Linked DNA regions of Mus musculus: region 1 is linked to region 2. A link is a contact called in public Hi-C data. All regions are on one chromosome and are shown on one strand. Each heading gives the region's core, a stretch centred on a gene start, on an enhancer-like site or on the middle of the called end of the contact. The rest is flanking DNA. Distances are from core to core; before and after follow the strand shown.

Region 1 (3,640 bases), core at 1,123-3,622, 55 kb before region 2:
GGTGTGGATCTTCATGGGAATGCACAGGGCAGGTGGGGTTCTCAGTTAGGATGGGGGCAGATGCCTGGGCACCTCTGAGGACAGCAGTACTTCTGAGCTGACACGCACTGGGTCATGCCTGGGTAGTTTCTAGTGCATCTGCAAAGAGCCTTCCCTATTTAAAGGTTCCTGTGAGGTTCCAGGAGTTAAGATGCGAACGTAGTTTTGAAAGTCTGTCTGTCTGTCTCCTTGACATAGTGGCCCCTTTCTTTCATCTGGACACGATGTCTTGTCAGAGCTGCTCAGGAACGTGAGGTAGGAAGGGGCTGTGAGAGAGGAGAAGCCCAGGCTCCTTGGGGATGGAGAGGGCAGAATCTGGGCTGAGGTGGCAGTGCAGCAGGAATGTAGACGGAGACTGGGTGGGCTTGCTGAGATGCTGGTCTGGACCTATGCCTCCAAGTAACTGCCTGGTATGATGGGAGTTTGAGTGTCCCTTCCTGATAGCATTGATGGACCACCCCTGTCCTCATGGTCCTCTGTCCTCTCAGACGATGATCCGCTGCTGTCGGGTTTCCTGTTCTCTAGCTACCCTGGTTGCCCTGGGGATGTGGGGGCTGCTCCATTTCTCAGCACCTCTGAGTCACTCCACTGCTCTCTCACTTCCCTTGGGCGCCCTATCCCCTGCCCCCTCAAAATAACACCTGGGATGGGGCAGAGAGCCCAGGTTGCCATTCTCTCTGAAAGCAGAGCAAGAGACTCTCTTCATGCACGCCTCAGAGTGATGCAGGTTGCTGATTTGGTGGCCAAGTGAGTGAAGGATGAGTGGAGCAGGGAAAGTGGGGAGGAGCTGAGTCCTGCAGGCTCAGCCAGGTGCTCTTGGATAATCATGGAATGTGGTCGGGAAGGCCATCTTGATGAGGACATCGTACGAGGTCCTAAGCCATACATGTGTTTAAGGTGAGGTGGCTTGGCTTTCTGTTTATTTTCTTCCTTCCTTTCTTCCTTCCTTCCTTTCTTTCTTTCTTTCTTTTAAAGATTTATTTATTTATTTATTTATTGTATGTGAGTACTCAGCACACTGTCACTGTCTTCAGACACACCAGAAGAGGGCATTGGATGGTTATAGATGGTTGTGAGCCACCATACGGTTGCTCGGAATTGAACTCATGACCTTGACCTTTGGAAGAGCAGTCAGTGCTCTTAACTACTGAGCCATCTCTCCAGCCCCAGCTTTCTGTTTCTTGCTCTGCCTACAGGGTGAGTTTGCTAGGAACCTGGAATTTGGGGCCTTTGGCCCAGCATGGGAATTCCCGTGATGGAAGGAAGCCCTTCCCACTTCGTGATGCACATCTTTATTGAGAACATCTATTATCATTGTGCACCTGACTAGAGGTGAAACTGTGGCAACAATCTTGAGTGTCCATTTGTGGGGAGACTGGAGGACGCATGTTGGGCTCAGGCCAGGGCAACTATACCCATCTCCATGGTGAGCTAGGGATTTGAGGCACCAGTGAGGAGGTGCGGAACCCAACATCTGATGGCTCCTGTGTCACTCAGAGCACCAGCTTGGACAAGGCACTAGAGCAGCTGGGCAGGGAGGCCAAGGTCATTAGCAACCCTGCCTTCCCTTTGTCTAGGAGAGGTTATTTCTATATTGGGAGAAAAATGAAAACAAAAACAAACAAAAAGAAAACCCAAAACCAAAAAACTGGTCTTACACCAGGCTTCTTCCTGTCCTGTTCATATGAGACAGGACCTGTGACCCTTCCTCAGCACAGGCACCACCCCTGGGCCACTGTGTCCCCCTTTGGTAAGATGGCAGTGGCTATCCCAGCCCAGAACATGCTAGCAAGGATAAGAGGACAAGAAACCAGTGTTCCTAGATGCCTCAACAGGAACTCTGGTTGGCCGTGGGACCCAGGGTGCCAAAGGCATGAAGGAGGCTCCAGTCAGTATACCCTGCCGTTCTCCTGACCCAGCTGTGAAATGCCAGATCTGGTGTAGCTTTCCTGGCCTGTCCTCTATGCCTGGGTAGCCTCTCACATGCTGGGCTCTTTTGGGGTGGGGCCTGAGGGTGAGTCTGCAGCTGTGAGCACTCCTGACCTTGGCCGCCCCACCTGTTGCCCTGGCATCCGTGGAGCCCCGTCCCCTCTCCCTGCCTGGAGGAGGGGGCAGAGATTGGGCACTGAGGGGCCTGGAGCCAGTGGGATTGGAATTTCTAGAAAGTTCAGCTTTTCACTGATTTTTTTCATGGGCCTTTGAGAAAGGGAACCCCAGAGACTGGCCTCACTGGACACACCTCCTTCCACCCCCAGCCCTGAGAAGAGCTATAGTCTAAGAGCTAAGAAGCCATACCTGCTTGTGGGGGGAAAACCAGAAACAAAAGAAGAAGCCATGAACCCAGTGTGGCCTGAGTCTAAGTTCCTGAAAGTTCAGGGGAATTCCTCAAGCTGATGGGGGGTGTGGGGAGCAGTGGGGAGCTGTGTCCTTGTCCTCTTTCTACAGACAGAAGAGTTTTTCCAGTGATCTGAGAGGAGGCCTAGGGGTCTAGAGAGCTGAGGACAGTGCAGGGCCCTGGGGAAGGGTGGATGGTGTGAGGGGACCTGGAAGGTCACTGAGAGCCTGGGTTAGAGAGCTGGAGAAAGGCCCCTCTAACTTCTGAGGAAGTCTTTCTGACTCCCTTCCCCTCCCCACCCCCCAACTCAGGAAACTGCAGAGCTATTTGGTTGGGGTAACTAAGGCTCTTGAAAGGTCAGGGACTTGCCCAGGGCCACCTGGGAAGTCATGTTTAGCAGAGTTCTGCCCTGTGCTATCTGCCCCAGTGGCTTCTGGTCCTAATGTTCAGAGTGAAACTAGGTAAGAGGGGAGCAGATTGAGGGTAACGTGCCTCCCATCTGAGCCTTCCCAGGGTGCATTTTGCTGGAGCAGGGCTGCCACTGATGGCTGACCCCTCTGCTTGTGCGGGAATGGAATTGACCTGGGGATGGATCACTGTTTTTTTTTTTTTTTTTTTTTTTTTTTCCATGATGTAACTGAGAGGCCTGGAGACTTCAGAGGCAAAGTCTTTGGTGGACCCTGTAAGCTGACAAAGTGGATAGTGACTCTCTGGGGCCTCACTAAGAGACTGTTAAGAGACCCAAGGAATCAGCTCGGCAAGCTGCTGGGATGTCTGTTGTTGGCATCATCCTGTGGAACAGAGGTAGCCTCCTCTTTGCATGCAGGGGGCAGAGTCTGTTGGGGCAGCAGGAAGTCTGCCCCCCTCCCCGCCCCCTGCTAAGCTTGTGTTTACTGTACACAAAGAGCAAAATGAAAGCCGATTGCATTTAAGAAACAGGAAAAACATGTTTACATCTCGCCTTCCTCCCCTTGACAGTCCAGACTTATTTCCCTGGAATCTTCTAAAATTTTTTCATTAAGACATTTTTATCAGTCATAACAGAGACACATTCACACCCATCCATCCATCCATATGCACGGGCACACCCACTACATGCTCCCAGGTGTGCACACACCCACCTCTTGCCCACACACAGCTTGCACGCACACACATCACATACCAGCATCCCAGGTGTGCTCACCTAGCTACGACAGCCACGGGAGTGGTTTCCCCATGAACTGAGGGGTGTGCTGCGTGGTTGAGAAAGAGGGGGCTTGCACTGTT
Region 2 (3,548 bases), core at 333-2,832:
AGAAAGGGTTTTCCTGTAGCCCTGGCTGCCCTGGAACTCACGCTGTAGACCATGCTGGCTGGTCAAACTCAGATATTTACCTGCCTCCGCCTCCCGGGTGCTGGAATGAAAGGATAGAAGCCACAACTGCCCAGTCTCTGTAGCTTTAATTTTTTAAAGCCTACTTTTAATCATGGTTCTTAAATGCTTTAACCTCCCTTGTAGCCCACTACCCACTACAGGTAGTGAAATAGAAAGGAAGAGGGGTGGGGGTGGGGGAAGTGGACCTGTTTAGAAATTGTTCTTTGGAGCAAATCCCATCTGCGTAGTCAGGAAATCAGCAGTTCAGTTTGCAGGACAGCAGCAGCAGCTTAATCTACTTGCAAACACTTCTTGGATTACCCCCCCCCCCCTCGCAGTCACGTTCAGTAGTGTTGGGCTAGCAGTAGCCCTGGCACAGCTTAGCAGGAACAACCAGGCCTCAGCTGAATCGTGTCAGCAGGAGAAACCAGCATCAGCAAGCACACCAGAGACGTTTCCTGCCATGCTGCTCTCAGCCAAGTGAGGATCAGCCAAGATGGGAGACCAAGAAGCATTTGCAGAGTTAGCTCTATGAGCAAGCCCCTCTTACCATCCCTTGGGTCCTATTTATGCTCCCTCCAAAGACCACCTGGCTTGCCTCAGCACTAGCATCTGTCTCAGCTGACATCACTCTGCCAACTGCCCTGAGGTTGAGTCTGCAGAAGCAGCAAGAAGCCGCAGCACACCACCAGAAGTTTTTTGGTGTGTTTCTCTCTATGGAGTCCCGACAAAGGCATCTCAACTACACAGTGTCAGGAAGACCAATACGTGAGCATCATCAGTGAAGAATCCTCCATGTGTTTTTTTCACATGCTTGCTCTAGCAGAACATCCTTTTACCTGTGTTTGCTTCAGCAAAATGTTTCTTCATGTGTCTGCTTTGGCGAAACACCATCTGACACAGCTGACTTTCCAACAAACCCTTAGGTTTCCACTTCAAGTCTCTGTAGGTTTATTTATTTATTTATTTATTTATTTATTTATTTATTTCTGAGACAGGGTTTCTCTGTATAGCCCTGGCTGTCCTGGAACTCACTTTGTAGACCAGGCTGACCTCAAACTCAGAAATCCACCTGCCTTTGCCTCCCGAGTGCTGGGACTAAAGGCGTGCGCCAACACACCTGGCAGGTTTATTTTTTTTAACATACTATTTTTATTGATTATTTGAGACTCTCACATCAGGCACTGTGATGACATTCACCTCCCAGCCCCTCCCATGACCTCCCATTCCCCAAAAAAGAAAGGAAAAGAAAACCAAACAAATAAAAACTTACCACAAGTCCACTTTGTGGTGTCCACATGCTCACTGGGACATGGTCAGACTCTCCGAGTCTACCCGCTCAGGGAAGCTGCGTCCTTCTCCACCTGCACCCCCCGCCCCCCCAGAAGCCATCAGCTGTGGAGAGATCCTTATCACAAAAAATTTTCAGTTCCCTGTGACTGCTTCCTCTCTAGGCTGTTACTTTGTGACTTTGGGTGGAGGCAGGAGTTGTCACAGGAGTCTTTAAATGTTCCTCTTTCTCAACTGTATGTCTGCAGTCATCGATGACACTATAAGACTAACTTCCTCTTTGGAACTCTCACATCATGCACCAGGATTGGGTTCACCTCCCAGTCCTTCCCATGACCTTCCCATCCCCACCAAAGGAAGAAAGGAGAAGAAAACCTTCATAGTCAGTACGAACACAGGTTTCTGGAAGCAGCACGGGTTGTGAACATCCACGTGGTCTCTGGCATCAATATGTGCCAAGGACCTCCGTCTGGTCTCCAGTGACAACATGGCCCTTGGACATCAACATGGTTCCCTGCCAAAGCATAGGCCACTGACCAGCATGGCTTCAAGGAGAAACATGGACCATGGAGGTCTTTCTAGGAGGAGGATGTCCAATCCAGTAAATGGACCGCTCTTCATCAGGGTCATCCTGTTGTTGCCGTTCAGAGCCAAAATGATCGTGTGACTGGGCAGCTTTTCCGAGGCTGAGTCCACACAAGCACCAGGCTGTCGCACAGCATCCTGGAGACCCCAGTGGACAAGGACCTGCTCCTCCATCAACCGCAGCCTTCTCCCAGCCCATCACAGCTGTCAAGTCTCCAGCTCTGCTGTGCATGCACTGCTCTGATCCTACATCTTTGAGCCTCTTCATCACATGTTTCTTCATTGTAGTGGCATTGGGAGATGCGGTGTCACACAGTTGGTTCCTCCCTCTCCCCAAACACCTTTTGCCCAAATAATGTTCATTGCAATAAGCCATTGGTCTGGTTCAAGGCCTCTGGCTTCTGCTGTACCGGATGCTTGCCCAGGCTCATGGAGATCCTGCAGCTATGGCTCTGCAGGACCAACCTCTCTGTGTGCCTTAGCAGCTCATAGATGGAGGAGATGTTGGGGTAGGCCAACTCAGAGCCCTGCATCTGGGCCTGGGTGGTAGCTGACTTTGTCAACCCAGGCTGGTGGGGAGGAACAGAGGCCAGCTCTCCTCCACTGACCTGACACCTGCTGTCTCTTCCACAAGGTTACAACATCTCTAGTCTTGTTTTCAAGCAACTTCTGATAGATGTATTCCATAGGTACAGGGAACTTTCTTTTTTGTAGATAGCTTGATGGGATTTGTAGGTAAAAACTAGCTTCTGCATGGAGATTTGACCTCATTGCCCAGCATCTGTTGATCTTCTGGGAAGTGGTAGCTTCTAGTCACTGGACAGAGCATCTGGACCCCAGGGATGAGGGCAGGAGGAAGTGCTTCTTTGCTGGATGGCAAAGGACTGGGTTTGGTGGCCTGTGTCCCACCTGGAGGTAGGGCAAGTATGTAGGTGACACATAACCAGTGGTTGAGGGAGGAACCTGTGATCATTACGTGGGTGGCTTTGTCAAGTGTGTGTGCACATGCTGTGCATACGACCAAGAGGTCGCATGGCTGATTGTCTCGATGGACTTTGGCTGATGTTTTGAAATCTCATCATTAGTTTTGATTCCCCTCCTTGGCCACAAAACCACAAGGGTCACCAAAGTCAATTGATGGAGAGTGGTCAGTTGCTTGTGAGCCTCGGGGGAAGGATGTGCTTAAACCTCAGAGTGGAACTGAGTCTGGGGTCCTCTGGTTAGATGGGCATATAGTGCTAGCCCCAGCTGACTGCCAGCCCCCTGAGATGGAAGCTCATTGCCTAGGGTTGCAGTGTGTCCCTGGGGGACCCCTTTGCTGAGCTCTGTCTGCTCCTGTCCATCAGCTGGACAGGTGTTTGAGGCAGGAGAGTCAGTGTTGTTCTTGTTACACATTGTTCTAGTATGCTCTTGTAAATTTTTAAGTGTCTGCACAGCCAGTCATCAGCTGACTTAGTGTTGTGCAGCTGGCTCAACTGTGCCTTCCCACTGTTGCCCACAGGCCCTCTCTGCAGACTCTGTGAATAGGTGTTTCTTCATAGAGCTTATAGGCTTGGTGAGGAGCCACGTTTATCAATCACCAGGGCTCGCTGTAAGCCCTCAGGGGGTGTTAG

Evidence for each region. Hi-C and Micro-C count contacts between places; a contact is called where the count stands out from the background.
Region 1: a Hi-C map of conventional dendritic cells shows a contact between it and region 2, with 2.5 times the contacts expected there. The contact joins two enhancer-like sites. A contact is called at or near these places in 1 of 39 promoter capture datasets (liver), 14 of 484 Hi-C or Micro-C datasets (the G1E-ER4 cell line, the N1E-115 cell line, the STO cell line and 10 more), 15 of 115 datasets of contacts at active chromatin or transcription factors (the 230-238 cell line, the HPC-7 cell line, bone marrow-derived dendritic cells and 11 more) and 3 of 9 other capture datasets (adipose tissue, liver and pancreatic islet).

What each region holds. Positions count from the first base shown.
Region 1 is chr2:27,404,088-27,407,727 of GRCm38.p6, reverse strand. All of the region lies in intron 1 of Vav2 (vav 2 oncogene), which reads left to right. Among named protein-coding and RNA genes, the nearest start is that of Vav2, 22 kb to the left of the region's middle. Within about 2 kb of position 2,372, at least 86 of the 459 cell types and tissues checked have an H3K27ac peak or open chromatin away from gene starts, as enhancers often do. A contact at or near this core is called in the HPC-7 cell line, bone marrow-derived macrophages, conventional dendritic cells and 1 more, where this site is marked.
Region 2 is chr2:27,348,540-27,352,087 of GRCm38.p6, reverse strand. All of the region lies in intron 2 of Vav2 (vav 2 oncogene), which reads left to right. Among named protein-coding and RNA genes, the nearest start is that of Vav2, 77 kb to the left of the region's middle. Within about 2 kb of position 1,582, at least 35 of the 459 cell types and tissues checked have an H3K27ac peak or open chromatin away from gene starts, as enhancers often do. A contact at or near this core is called in the HPC-7 cell line, bone marrow-derived macrophages, conventional dendritic cells and 1 more, where this site is marked.